Linked DNA regions of Mus musculus: all the other regions are linked to region 1. The links are chromatin contacts, called in public HiChIP or PLAC-seq and promoter capture Hi-C maps. All regions are on one chromosome and are shown on one strand. The core of a region is the stretch at or near the end of the contact, and the rest is flanking DNA. Distances in the headings are between cores, read along the strand shown. Region 1 holds the start of Optc (opticin). Region 2 overlaps Atp2b4 (ATPase, Ca++ transporting, plasma membrane 4). Region 3 has its middle 5.8 kb from the start of Gm19497.

What was found. Promoter capture Hi-C pulls out the DNA fragments that hold promoters and counts their contacts. HiChIP or PLAC-seq counts read pairs in DNA pulled down with a chosen protein or histone mark.
Region 2: a contact with region 1 is called in a promoter capture Hi-C map of embryonic stem cells, with 5 times the contacts expected there. The contact joins the enhancer-like site here to the promoter of Optc in region 1. A contact is called at or near these places in 15 of 39 promoter capture datasets (the 3T3-L1 cell line, the C10 cell line, the HPC-7 cell line and 10 more), 8 of 15 datasets of contacts at CTCF or cohesin (CD8 T cells, the G1E-ER4 cell line, the NIH/3T3 cell line and 4 more), 33 of 484 Hi-C or Micro-C datasets (3T3-L1-derived adipocytes, B cells, the Ba/F3 cell line and 19 more), 22 of 115 datasets of contacts at active chromatin or transcription factors (the HPC-7 cell line, SST interneurons, Th17 cells and 15 more) and 3 of 9 other capture datasets (adipose tissue, liver and pancreatic islet).
Region 3: a contact with region 1 is called in a FOXA1 HiChIP or PLAC-seq map of pancreatic cancer cells. The contact joins the enhancer-like site here to the promoter of Optc in region 1. A contact is called at or near these places in 7 of 39 promoter capture datasets (the 3T3-L1 cell line, 3T3-L1-derived adipocytes, the HPC-7 cell line and 3 more), 1 of 15 datasets of contacts at CTCF or cohesin (the NIH/3T3 cell line), 20 of 484 Hi-C or Micro-C datasets (CD8 T cells, the G1E-ER4 cell line, the HPC-7 cell line and 14 more), 27 of 115 datasets of contacts at active chromatin or transcription factors (craniofacial prominence, differentiating embryonic stem cells, double positive thymocytes and 19 more) and 2 of 9 other capture datasets (adipose tissue and pancreatic islet).

Annotation. Positions count from the first base shown.
Region 1 is chr1:133,905,159-133,909,831 of GRCm38.p6, reverse strand. It overlaps Optc (opticin), which reads left to right and starts at 2,659. Exons shown (of 7, transcript NM_054076.3): 1 at 2,659-2,901; 2 at 4,576-4,673. The coding sequence starts at 2,798.
Region 2 is chr1:133,707,250-133,711,922 of GRCm38.p6, reverse strand. All of the region lies in intron 19 of Atp2b4 (ATPase, Ca++ transporting, plasma membrane 4), which reads left to right. Among named protein-coding and RNA genes, the nearest start is that of Mir6903, 17 kb to the left of the region's middle. Within about 2 kb of position 2,427, at least 12 of the 459 cell types and tissues checked have an H3K27ac peak or open chromatin away from gene starts, as enhancers often do. A contact at or near this core is called in embryonic limb bud, embryonic stem cells and palatal mesenchyme, where this site is marked.
Region 3 is chr1:134,064,420-134,069,092 of GRCm38.p6, reverse strand. No RefSeq gene overlaps it. Among named protein-coding and RNA genes, the nearest start is that of Gm19497, 5.8 kb to the right of the region's middle. RefSeq lists an enhancer at 2,921-4,673. Within about 2 kb of position 1,797, at least 140 of the 459 cell types and tissues checked have an H3K27ac peak or open chromatin away from gene starts, as enhancers often do. A contact at or near this core is called in CD8 T cells, the N1E-115 cell line, Th1 cells and 10 more, where this site is marked.

The DNA.
Region 1 (4,673 bases), core at 1,410-3,909:
AAGGAAGGAAGGAAGGAAGGAAGGAAGGAAGGAAGGAAGAAGGAAAGAAAGAAAGAAAGAAAGAAAGAAAGAAAGAAAGAAAGAAAGAAAGAAAGAAAGAAAGAAGAAAAAAGGGAAGGGAAGGAAAAGAAAGAAGAAAAAAACTTCTAAAAGAAATGTCGCAAAGCCTCTTCTTAGACAATATCCTCAAAACTCATAACCTTCATGTAAAAAATAAAAAAGTATCCCTAAAGTCAGTCCAGAAATCTAATAGCTCCACTTGAAATCAAAGCAGCCATGTTCTTTGAAACCACCAATGTCAAACTGTGGAGGGTTTCTCAGTGCGCAGCACCAAGGCACTGCAGGAAGAGTCATCTTTTCTAACTAATTGGAGAAATACAGGGTGCACAGGAAGTGCCCAGGGCAAGCAGCCAAGGACTAAATCATCTGGAAAGATCTACAGGCCACGCACAAGTTCAAAAGGACAAGAGTAGTTGCCAGGGCTCTCTTTAGAGGGGATTTGGCTACCGAGGGGGATTCTCAACCCGCCTAACCTAGGCTGTCTTGTGGAGGATGAAAACTAACAGATGCCCTCGGCCAGCCCTACCTGCCTGGTGTGTGCCAGGCAGGCCCCAGGAAGGAATTCAAAGCTGGAGGATGCATACCCCATGCCATTGGGGAATTAATTTCTTGATAAGAGGGTGGGGTGTATGCACGAATTCTTTTCTCTTAGTTGTAATGATGTTAACTGTATGCAACTCAGCCTGGGAAGTCTCGCGTGAGCCGGCTCTGAAGAATGAAAGCGTATGACTTGGAAGGAGAGGAGATACGAATCGGTAGCTAGCTAGGCTGGAGTCCACATCGGAGTGGATGGGGGTTCCCAGTTTTCAGCTGCGAATACCAAAAGGCAGGCGGGTCTCTGAACTTTTCTGCCCTCCTCTCTCACTGCCCACAACAGGGCAGCAGCAGGGTCAACTGGCCAGACTTCTGTGTCCACATGGCCTGTTGCCTCTAGCTCACCAGTAACACCTCGTGTCTCTGTTAAAGGGCAGCGCTTGGCAGGCTCGTGGATCAGGGGCTGTGCCCGCCCGCCTGCCGCTTCCCACACAGGTCCACGTTCCCATCCACCAATGCCCCCGAAATCCATGGGAACGACCGACCGCAAGCTTGTGAAGGCGGGAATAGAAGCTGGGAGAAAGTGTAGGATGAGAGCCTGCCTGCATCGCAGGGTTTGCCTGGGGGGGCGGGGGGGCGGGGGGCGGGGAGTGCGTGGGAGCAGGCGCAGGCGCTGTGCAGGGCTGGCTGCGCAGCCTGGGATTGCGGGGGCGGACGCTCAGGCGAGATGGCGCGACTGGGGCGGGGTGGGGTGGGAGAGGAGCGGCGGGAGTGTGAAGGGGGGTGTGTCACCGAGAGCAGGGAGAAGTGTGAGAGCAGGTGGCAGGGGGAAATGAATGAACAGTCTCATCTATATTCCTTGTAGGGATAAATTGCGTGGAGTTGGGAGGGGGCCACGGTCTCGGCTGTCTGTGGGGCCCGAGGGTCTCTGGAAGAACAGAATGAAGGGGTAGGGCCAGCCAAATGTGCCATCTGCTTCGAGGGCGTCCTCTTGGCTTGTGACTTTTATCTCCTTCCACCCAGCCGAGTTTCTGAAGCTGTCAGTTCCCAGATGGGGGATCTCCGAGACAAAACAGCCTTGTTCTGGCAGGCGGCCTCTTCTGGCTGCCGGAATCCCCTTCCCACAGCAGCTGAGGAGTCCTCGGGGTCTATTAGGTCTGCCCACTCACCTGGCATCGCAAGCTGGGGGTGGGTTCTGCTAAGGCCATCTGTTCTGAGGGTAGAGTCACTGTGTTCTCAGGATTCCTGAGATGAAGTTGTAAGAAGGTGAGCCTTGTGAACTCAGAATCTAACACTCAAAATGTAGTGCTCGGCTAGGCCTGGGTGACCTTGGACCAATCGTTTCTCTTTTGCCCTCTGTTTCGTCCTGTATCGGTGGTCTTCAGAGGGCCTCCCTGCTGGGATTCAGGGTGTGACCAGAGGAAAGGAGGAGGGGGTGGAGAGCATCTGAGAAGAGCCTGGGCAGCGGAATCCGGATGACATTCGCCAGCCCCTACCCTCTTCTGGGGATATCTGAGGCACATCCCAAAGAAAGATGGGGCCCATGGAAAGTCAGAGTTGGGAGAGAAGTGTTAGGTTCCAGGCCAGAGGCTATGCACAATGACAATGTCTTGGGTGTTTGTAAGCCAATGTCCCACTCCTGTCCTTGTCCTTTCTTCCTACGGGAGTTAGAGAACTTCCTGTCTTGTTGTTGGTGACCACTGCTTGTGAGCTTGAAGTTAGTCTTTACATCTTACCCGACTCCCTGTCTCCTGCTGTACCACCACAGTGCTCTAGGGATAGGGCTGAGTGGGGTGCCCCAGTTCAAGCTCTTTTTTTCTTTGGATTCCATCTATGAAGTCCAGTGTCGTTATTTCTGAGGGAGTGGAGGTGGGGTGGGGTGGGGGATGGGGATGGGGACAGGGACAGCAAGCTCCATCCATCCAAGAAACCTCAGCTTGGATGAGTCTTCTGGAATCTAACTGACCAACCCTCAAAGATCAGAGAAGAAGGTGTAGCGGCCATGAGTGTGTGTGTGTGTGTGTGTGTGTGTGTGTGTGTGTGTTCACCCCCACACAAAGAATTCCTGTTCATTAAGTGAAGAAATGAGATTAGGGACCCCTGAGGAAAAAGGAAGGGAAACAGCAGGGCACTTGAAAGAATGGGGAATCTAATTAGACACATGCATCCCTGGCCAACCACTCGTCCTCTCCCTGGCCAATAGATGAGGGGGTGTCTAGCTGTCCCCTGCTCTGACAGGCAGTCATCATCTCCACCAGAAGCTCCCTGGAAGCTGCTGAGCCAGACGGAACCAAAAGCATCTAAAAGGTAAGGTCCAAGGTTGGAGGCCTCATGCCCACTGGCACAAAAGCAAAGGGATGGAGTCGGGGCTGTGGCAGGAACTGGGCAGAGAATGGCAAGAGTACAAGGCTCTGATCAAAGAAGCTGCGAGGGGCTTCCGGGTGGTCAGTAAACTGCCTTGGGGGTGGTCTTGAAGAGCATAGATTTCAGTTTGGAGTGGGAATAGGGAACAGAGAGATACGACCTCTTACTACTGCTGGGGACTTACCATTCAGCCCGGCTGAGATTAGGAAGAAACCTGCGCAGGCGGCTTTGGGAGGGCTGTGTAATCAGCTGCAGATGGATGGCTACGATGCTGCAGGCACTTCCGTATCCACAGCACACTCAGCCCTCCACCTGCCTGCACAGATGTGAGTGACCTGCAGACGACGTCTGTGCTCATACGCCTGCACACCATGTCCTCCCAGGAACCCAAGTGCAGACACATATGTATACAGATAGCTGCCGAGCTTTCTGATGGCAAAACACTGCAGAACCTCATACCAACCCTCTGCTTTCCACAACGTGTTTCTAAAATGCTGCATTTCTAAGGCGATGTTACCAGCCAACGTCCTTCTTTTACATTGTATGTTAAGTTCTAAGACTTTGTCTCCAAAGTGACTGGTTGTTCCTACAAAGGACTGGACCTCATTCCTTTCTGCACCTCCAGAGAGAGGAATATCCGGGGACTACAACTTAATAAACGTCCCATGGATGTTTAAGTGACTGAAGGACCGAGTGGCCTTAGAGTAGCCACAAGTAGGGTTAGGGAGAGAGCTCAGTCGGTAGCAGGCTTGTCTAACATGCTTGAAGCTCTGTGCTAGATACCCAGCATTTCATACACCAGGCATGATAGTGCACACCTGTAATCCCAGCCCATGGGAGGTAGAGGCAGGAGGATCAAAAGTTCAAAGTCCTTCTCCACTACATAAGTTTGAAGCCAACCTAGGGTACATGAGAGCCTATCTCACAAAAAAAAAGAAAAAGAAAAAAGGAAACAAAAGTCTCTCTCTCTCTCTCTCTCTCTCTCTCTCTCTCTCTCTCTCTCTCTCTCGTTTTTTTGAGACAGGGTTTCTCTGTATAGCCCTGGCTGTCCTGGAACTCACTTTGTAGACCAGGCTGGCCTCGAATTCAGAATTCTGCCCGCCTCTGCCTCCCAAGTACTGGGATCAAAGGAATGCGCTACCATGCCCAGCCAAAAGTCTCTTTAATGTAGTTTTTCTAAGGCTATTTTGTTGTTGTTATTGCTGCTACTGTTTTTGTTTTGTTTTGTTTTTTGTTTTGATGAGAGGGGGGGGGGTTTCTCCTGAATATGTGGTTGTTTCTTAGAGAATATTGGTGCAAATGCACCAGTGCCCAGCAGGTGAGTAAACATGGGACTCTGGTATGCACGTCTGTGGTGAAATGAGTAAGCCAGCCTGTGGAAGCTGTCCACAGGAGCCCGAGTGATGGATCACCACACTGTGAGGCGCAGTGGGAATGATGGCTAAAGATACCTCCAGATACAGACCGGACTTTAAAGAGTGTGAGATGAGGATGCTGAGTGAGCTTGTGTGTCAGAGGGCAAGAGTGAGCAAGTATGCAGGTTGGAGGCTGCCTAACTTGGTGAGCCATTCTTACAAGCCAAGCTAAAATAACGGCCCTTCTGCCCTCTACCCACAGGATGTACCTCAGAGGGATTCAGCCATTCCCACTCCTACCCCTCCCTCAGAACCTCATGAAGTTCCTGGCTTTCCTGAGTCTGTTGAGCTTGGTGCTGC
Region 2 (4,673 bases), core at 1,178-3,677, 200 kb after region 1:
CTTGATCTCCTACCCCTCTCCCCAGCCCTCCTGACCCTGCCTTCCTCTTCCTTCTCTCTGACTGTGGAGCAAAGCTGTCTCACTCTCTGATTCTTTGCAGATTGACGTAATTAACAAATTCCAGACGGAAGCCCCCTTAAAGAGAGTCCGAGAGAACATGACTCAACACCTTGATGTAAAACTGGTTCCTAGCTCCTATTCCGCAGCAGTTGCATCACTCAGAACTTGCCCCTCCATCTCTTCTGCCATCTCTTCTGCAGTTACATCTCCTCCTGTGGGCAGTGAGTGAGAGTATGTTACAATGCATGATTTACTAAAGCGACCACAAGAGAGCACGTGGCATCCACTTTAACCAACCATGGTTACTAGTGCTTTTCGGGTCCCCCACCCACCCCTTTGATCTTTTGACTTAAGGGAAGAAAAGAAAAAAAAATTCTACCCTACCCCAGCTAAAACCAGGCTGGATACCCTGGTTTCATTTTATTGTTTTTTTTTTTAATGTTGGAAAGTTATTAACCTTAACTATTTTAAAGACGATAACCCTGTTTTCTGATTGTTCCTCTGCATTGCTCGCTGCTTCTTTCCTTGAGTTGCTTTGTTTTGTTTTTCTTTGTTTCACCCCGTCCTGCTTTGTTCCTCCCCTCCTCTTCTAACTCCGCCTCTTCAGATGTGACATTAATTCCACCCCCACCACCCCCCCCCACCACCCCCCCCCCGCACCCCACAGGACTAGGAACTCTGTGTACTTAGGGGTGAGGGAGCCTCTGCCCAGGGGATGCTTAGCCAGGGTCTGTCCTGATGGAGCCAGTACTGAACTGTTCACTGATAACAGTCTTTTTGGCTACCAGTGTACTGTTAGCTGGCAACAAAAGTTGTAACTTAGATTGGAAAGAGGAAGTCAGCTCAACGAGTGGTGTCTTACCTCTCAGAAATGACCTTAAATCAAACTCTAGTTCCAGAACCAATTAGCGCACATACAACCCAGCTGTCGGAGGCTAAGGCAGGAGGATTGTGAGTTTACGCCCTCCCCTCCCCACTTCTCATTGTTTCGTCTAGTTTGATTGTCCAGCTAGCCTTTGTATCATACTTTGCATATTCCGTTTTAGGAAACCCTGTCTGTCCAGGCTTAATTGGCACCTGTCCGGTTTTAACGTAGGACTTGCTGCTCCCTCTGGTAGATTATTAGACACTTGCTACTGCCTTCCTGTTTCTGGTCTATTTACCTTCCCAGAACGGGAGGCAGAGGGGAGACAGTCAGCACGGTTTCCAGTGAGGGAATGTCCTCTGTCATCACACATGTTACATACTTGAGTGTCCCATCCATCCCTTCCCACAACCAGCCCTGAGTTGCCAGTGGCCTGTGATCACATGACTGCCCAGGCTTCAATTTGTTTTTGCCTTTTAGCCACCCATAAAAGTTCTGGTAAGAGTTTTGAGTTGAGGGTGGGGTCAAAGTGATACCTGCTGTTTCTTGAGGCCCAAAGGCAGGCCTGAAGACACTAAAAAGTCTTACCCTGCAAAAACCTCTCCTTCTAGTCCTGCCACATTCCTCTACTAATCTCTTCTCTCTCTTAGTTCTGCCCTCCCTTTCTTTTTTTTTTTTCGAGACAGGGTTTCTCTGTGTAGCCCTAGCTGTCCTGGAACTCACTTTGTAGACCAGGCTGGCCTAGAACTCATAAATCCGCCTGCCCCTGCCTCCCGAGTGCTGGGATTAAAGGCGTGCGCCACCACGCCCAGCTCTTGCCCTCCCTTTCTAAGAGTCTTGCTGAATTGTTCATTCACATGTCTCTGGTAGAAAGAGCTGGCTGTCCTGGGGACTTAATGGCAGAGGACAGAGACCAGTGGGCTCAGAGGAACTGGTAAACCACATACCCTGTGCCCCTAAAAGTTTAGATCAAAGAAGAAATAGACCACACCTACTTTCTCCGGCACGCCCCTTCCCTGGAGACCCCAGGAGTTGCGGTTGTGTGTTTAACCCTCTCACCTGCTTTGCCATCCCAGTTTTAAATGACTCCGACTGTGCATCCGGATCTCCCCAAGTTCCCTGAGGCTTCCCTCTGGAAGGAAGTCCCATAGCTCTCTACCCCTAGCCTATGAAAGGGGAGTGGAAAAGTACAGTATTCCCATGGGGAAATGGCACCTTCATCAGACCAGCTAAGCTTCCAAGTGTGCTCCACACTCACCTGCTTTGGGTTCCCTCCCGGTGAACCCCTTTAATCAGCCCCTCAGGAAACATTTCCTGGCTAAGCAGGAAGCAGGTGATGCTTTTCCCATGTCTGCTCCAGCAGCCCTCCTCATCCCCACATACTGCTTACACACCGGATTCTGTGCTCCAGGCCCAGATCACAGTAAGTAATATAGTCACTGTGTGACTGGCTGTCCGGCAGCACATGATCTCTGAGCCAGTGTTGGAGTTGAGCATCTGGCACAACCCCCACCACTCTGTGCCTCACCCTTCCCCCACCCCTAGGCCAGGTGGTCCTCCCCAGTCCCCTGACTCCTTGCTTGGGCCTCCTTCCAGGTGGCTGGTTCCCCTTAGTGTCTAGAAGTCCTGAATCTATGTGGACAACTGTTCTTGCCTCCCCCAAAGGTGGCCCTATTTTCCCACCGGACCCCCCCTTTCTACTTTATCTCCTGTATTTGTTTGCCTATAAGAGGGTTGTTAATCACCCCAACAAGAGAGAGGACAAGCCCGCAAACATACTCCAGACCCTTCAATCCTAATTTTCAAAAATCAACTCTTTTCATAATGCACATATAATTGTTGCAATAAAATATCCAGTTAAAAACAAACAAATAAACAAACAAACAAAAAACTAGAAGCAAGAAGGTTTAAAGCTATAAAGGTCCCTGCCATCCTGTAGAACTCCGAAGAATGTAGAAATGGCAACATCAGGTGGCGGTATTCCTATGTACTAACCTACAGACTTTAATCCTGTCCCTTGGCCGGGGCATCTCTACCAGGGTTAAGGGAGAAGACTGAGTTTCAGCTCACTTAGTCTATCTTGTCTTGCTCAAATATATCAAGTATAGGTTACAGAAAACTTGGGACCACCCAAAGATTTGAGGGAGCTTCCATTCTGCCTGATCTTCTTACCCAGATCCGAACAGAGGCAACCTGACTGGTGAAATTCACCATCAGACGGCCAGTAGAACCACGGAAGGATGGAAAGCAGGCCCTCGCTGCTGTTCCTGAGGTTACATTTCTTATGTATGCTGCAGGGTTGAGCTTACAGTTGAGTGGCAGAGTCTCTTGCCTTCCAAGCCCTGAACACTCCAGTCATTGGGTGGGTCTGTAGCTATAGAGGAGAGAGGCCAGGGAGGGAAAGGCTTAGCCAGAGAAGAGAGAGCTACAGCTCTGATGGTGAGGCTTCTGTAGGCAGTATCTTTGAGGGATCTGTAAAATTATGAGAGGACCCAGGACAGGAAACCCAGCTGGTTTATTTGGCTGTTTGTGTGCGCTGCTACCTCCACGTTCTCGCTTCTTCCCTAGGGATGTATTTTTTGTTTAAACAGCAGAGGAATTAAAGAGACACTCTTACCACCCGGCATCCACTCCTCCTCCCTAACAATTTCTTTCGCATCAATCTTGTTTCTTTTCCAAGGAAGAATGGGTCTGAACCAGACTAGGATTGACCACTTCCCTCAATAGAAGACATCCTAGAGCCACCAGCTTTCCCTGGCCTCCACCCCTCCCCAACACTGCATCCCAGTCTACCAACCCAGATTCAAAGCCACACTTGAGTGACACAGTTCGGACATGTAGAATTAGCAAAGCAAAGCAGCAAACAACGAAAACACCCAAGGAGCTTATGCTTAGGATTAAGCAAAAGCTGCCCCCAGGATTCATCGCAGTCAGTCTTCCCTAGACCCCTGAGCCACCAAGTCCCTTCTTCTATGCAGTAGAAAGGAGGCTGACCAGGCAACATATTTGCCCATTTACTCAGGAACACTGCAAAGTGTCTCCGTCATTCTTTTCAACTGTCCCAGCAGAAAAGCCACTCATTTGAAGCCAGCCTCCTGGATCAGGTTCCTCTCCTGGTAACTCTGTATCTTCACACTAGGTCATGTTCCTCTTCACAATATGCAGGTGGCTGGGCAAAGCAGCATGAAGGTACACTTTGGGTCTGAGCAACGTTGCTGTGGATTGGGCGTGGGTGTGCAGTTGAAGGATGAACACCAGGCCTTCCTCAGTAGACAGGGAAAGGCTTCTTTTCATACCTGGGTTTTATCTGCATCTTCTAGGGAAAGGAGAGGCAGCCCTCCCTTCTGTGGGGGAGGGGACACAGCAGAGGCGGTGGGATGGAAAGGGATATGCATGGCTTCTGAATTACAGTTAGGGACTTTTAATTTCCCTGCATGCTGTGGAATGAAGATTGGCTTGTCTGCCTGTGCACAGTATCCATGGTCACTTGTCACTCAGTGTTTATCATGTGCAGTTTTCATGAACTTTGGCTGTTGAGGGGTTGAAACAGATAACAGAGCTGCTGTGTGTAATTTTCTCATCCCACATGCACAAGAAGAGGCCAGCCTCAATACAGAAAGTCACCTGTGTGAATTGCCTTTTAAGTTCTTCCATTAATGTCACCTTGTTCCAACATGCTGTCCTCTATCCAGAAGAACTAACCAATCAGTCCCTTGGTTTGTTTCATTTTAAGAGTGGATTCTTTTGG
Region 3 (4,673 bases), core at 548-3,047, 160 kb before region 1:
GCCAAAACAAAACAAAGCACCCCACAAACAAACAAAAGAAAAAAGAACAGAAACAAAAGGAGAATGCATGCTGGGGATGGTGGCGCACGCCTTTAATCCCAGCACTCAGGAGGCAGAGGCAGGTGGATTTCTGAGTTCGAGGCCAGCCTGGTCTACAGAGTGAGTTCCAGGACAGCCAGGGCTGCACAGAGAAACCCTGTCTCGAAAAACAAAACAAAACAAAACAAAACAACAACAACAAAAAACCAACCAACCAACCAACCAAACAAACAAACCAAAAACAAAAGCAGAATGCACGCTTGTTCTTCCTCGTCTTGCCTCTTCTGATGCGTGCACCGAGTGACTGCACGGACCGCTGAGTATGTACTTACCTCGGGGCTTAGGAAAGCTGCGCACACTTTCTGAACACAGCCTCATTCCAGAGCTTTATGATGGACACACATTTTACTACTGTTTAAACTTATATTAAATGCAATTAGTATATACTCTCGTTTTTTCCTCACGTTGCCCTGCCTGGCCTTGAACTCAGAATGTACCTGGCGGTGATATTGGGCTTGTTTTTATGCTCTTGCCTCTCCCTTCTGACTGCCAGATTCCACGTGGACATCACCACTCCTAGTTTTCGTGCTAGAGACCAAACCCAGAGCTCTGTTCTGCCAACTGGGTATTCTACCAACTGCGCTACGCCCCCAGCTTCGAGGAGCAGTTCTTGTATTATCCTGTCGATGTCGTGGGGATCTACAAGCTTGGGTCCTATTTCTAACTGCCCACCATAAGCATCCCTACAGCAGGGACCTCAAGTCTTTTATTCCCCTTCATGGCTTGTGTGTTAGTCCAGAACTTTGTGCAGAGTGGGCCTAAGGTCACTGGCAGTCAAATGAAAAGACACACCACTTAATGGCTACAGGCAGCTGTAAGGTTTGCTCTGTAAGGTTTCCCCATCCTCCCTTTCTGGGTCTAAAAGAGACACTTCTCTTAGGGGACTCTTCTAAGAAGGGCGAAGGAGCTTCCTAAGTTGAGTCTGCTTACTCCGCGCTAGCCAACATCTTCTGGGTGGACAAGGACCGGGGAGTTCCTTTTGCTTTTCTAGTTAAGCCGGCTCCACTCTGAGCCACAGCTTGAGATACTATGTAGCAAATGGGCATATACAGGTGGACAGCTAGATGCATATGTTTGCAAATAAGTGGACATGTGCTCCTGGAAGACGAGCTTGTACATCCCTTAAGGAATCTGTTTTCATGCTTTGGACCCATGGTTCAAATTTACTCCATTTAAAGAGACTCAAAGTCAGAGGCTGGAGGTGAACAGATGAAAATCCCTCCAAGGAGTCTTTCTGGATGGTTGCTCTTGTCCTGGCACTGTGAAAGCTAGTGCCCAAGAGGATCGACCCTGTGTGTGTGTGTGTGTGTGTGTCTGTGTGTGTGTCTGTGTGTGTGTGTGTCTGTGTGTCTGTGTGTGTGTGTGTGTGTCTGTGTGTCTGTGTGTGTGTGTGTGTCTGTGTGTGGTGTCGGGTGGGGGTAGGGCAGGGGGCAGCATCACTTGTGTAGTTCAGCTGTCAGTTCTGGGCAGCTGGTGGATACCAAGAACAGTGCGATTAAGCACTGGGCCCCTCCCCCAGCTCTATACCCCTAAACCTTTCTTCTCCTTGGCAGAGGCAAGCTCCCTTGCCAGCTGCCCTCTCCTCCAGGTGTTTCCTGTACCCTCTCTATTTGCTGGCTGGAGCGAGGAGGGATTCAGTTCTGGTTTCTCCTTAGCCAATGGCAGCCGGCCGTGGGAGGTCCGTGCTCCTGTATCTGAGGAGAATAGACCACAAACAGCAGCTGCCTCTTGACACCTGACTTTTAAGAGAGTGTGTAAACAGTGATGGATAAGGAGGGAGGGCAGGGCAGGGCTGCCGGTGAGTCACGAGGAAGGGAGCATTCACATCTCTGATCCCAATTCCCCTTTGGAGGGAAATGAGGGCTCAGGGCTTAAAGTGAGGGCAAATCTCCCCCACCCCACCCCTGCAAGGAAGGACCTTGACCATTATTAATTCAAATCCCAGTGTAAGAACCTCAGATCATACCAGGTCACCCACTTCACCCCCCAGCCATGAGACAGATGGAATTGTCTGCAGGAGATCCTGGGAAAGTCTCAGTATCCATATCTCATGCTTTGAAACACCTAAATGCCTCTTACTTTGATTCTAACCCTTATATCCCAGCCACAGGCAGCTTGGGGCAAACCTGAGAAGTTTGAGGTCTCTCCCTAGCCGCTCACCCAGGTAGGCAGGGTAGTGATTTTGGTCTCATTTTCTTCATCTGAGTTGAAATGAATACATCTCTGCATGATAGTTTCATTTCTCTCTCTTCTGCTGCCGGGCTGTTAACTCTAAGAGGTCAGGGCTGTGGGATTGGATCCTGTGTTGTGTTTGTAATGTTTGCAATGGGCCTGGCACATAGTAGGACTTCAGCAATGCTGTAAATGGATGCATGAGAGTGTTACTGCCTTTCTCCTTTGCTGGGGTTAAGTTTGTGACGGCTGACAAAACCCATAATAAAGCATGACATTAGTGGGATGTACCTCATTTCATTAAACCCTCAGGGCAGCTCCGTGGGGTTGACATTATTAGGCTATCAGTCAGAAAACAGAGGCTCAGGTTAAGCAAACTGTCCACAGACACACTGTTAGCAAATGGCAGGAAACTCAAATATAGGACTGCCTAAATAAACAGAAGCAGCAGCGGTGGAGGAGGAGGAAGAGGAGGAAGAGGAGGAGGAGGAGGAGTAGGAGGAGGAGGAGGAAGAGGAGGAGGAGGAGGAGGAAAGAAGAGGCAGAAAGCAAGAGGGTAAAGAGATTATGAGGAAGCATCATTATCATCATTATTACTATCAAAGCCATGCTGAATCCAGCCTTTTTCCCATCTCTCCCTGCTGCCATTAGCCTTCTGGTCTGAAAGGCAGGGAATTTATACCACATCACAATTTACTCTCTGCAGGTAGTAGAAAAGGTGACCAGTCTGGAATCCAGTCCTTACGCATCTCTTATGCCCAGGCTTAGACCGCTTGCTTCTTCTCAGACCATTGTGACCATTTCTATAGTGGTTTTTATCTTGGTGGTAGCGGTGGTGATTGAACCCAGGGCCTCTTGAAAGCTAATGGAGCTCTCTACTACTCATCTATATTTCCCTACACTTTGTGTGTGTGTGAATCCTGCTATTTTTGCAGTCTTTCTCTTTCTTTGTTTCTTTCTTTTCTTTTTTGAATCATGGTCTCTGTAGTTCAGGCTTGCCTCAAACTTGCAGTGGTTCTCCTGCCTCTGGGGTGCTGGAGTTCTTGGCATGTGCCACCATGCCCGACTTTGCCTTTGGCAGTGGTAGCTTGCATCTGTGTGTGTGAGTGAGTGTGCTTGTGTGTGTGGTGTGCACATGTTCTCTATAGTGTTGTCTTTGTTTATCTGTCATAGTTGAACCTGAACGGAAGGGTTATGAGATCAGCTCTGAGATTACTCACCCTTCACAGTGTCTGTACTAAACACGGAGCAGAACAGGAAGTTGGGACAAGGGCTGTTGGCTGTAGGGAACAGCCTATTGGTCCTAGGCATGCACTAGAGTCTCCGTTGCCCTTTGACTCATTCCAGTCAGAAAACTCCTAGTCCAATACAGACCAACCAGCTGGATGGATTGATTGCTTCATCTCAGCACAGAGTTCCAGCCCCTGACTTCCCAGCCCTAATGCAAAACACAGAAACTCCTGTGTTGGTTGTGACCCACTTCCTCTCCTACCAGTCCAGCTCAGGGTGGAGGCTCAGGGCTTAGTGGCTTCTCTTGTTTTTACAAAAGGCAAATCACTTCCCTGTCACAGCTACTGCTTGGTCAATAGGCTTTCCTGTTGGCACCACCCAGGGGGAAAAAATGGAGCACTGATTATGTCCTAATACAATAGGACAGTATTCAAAGATACCCAGAAGGCTTCAACAGGCTGTAAACACACTTGTTAAGATCACAGTGCTATGTGAATTTGAGGGTTGATGAGGGTTACTGTCAGCCTCAGAGTCCAGGGGCCATACAGGGCTACACACAGCTGGGTGCACATGACAGCTTGAAAGACCATATATAAGGTTTCAACTTTCAGTCCTTTATCTGGCAGGCAGAGTGTCACTGGATGGGAGCCTCTTATGTGCAGAAATGGACTTTTGCACAGAGTTTGGGTTTGGCCAAGGGGCAGGGGACAAGGGTTTGGTCCTCAGGATGTCACCAGTCAGCAGGAGATGGCAGGGTAATTACACATAAAAGTACTGTACCCAAGGTGCTGACTCTTCAGGATTAAATGCAAACTAAGGGAATAACACAGATCAATGCATTCTATCCAAATGCCACCATCATTGCTGGGCAAGGGGATGATCAGACATGGGTGAGGTGAGCCTGAGCAAGGGCTGGGAAAGAGATGTCTTGAGAAGTACTGTTGCAGGAGGACACATCTTTACTGACTTACTGCTGAAGGCTAGAAAGGCAGACCAGCCGGAGTATGTGCACCTTGGCCAAAGTGAACAATAGGTGTGGTTAGGGTGGGCAGAAGAGCAAGACAAAGTGGTAACACAGAGGTGAGCTTTGATGGCAGTTGGCATGGTTCCCTGGTGCTCCCTCAGCATTGACCCCTCCCCCATCTGGCTCAGTCCCTCTGCAGAGAGGGCAT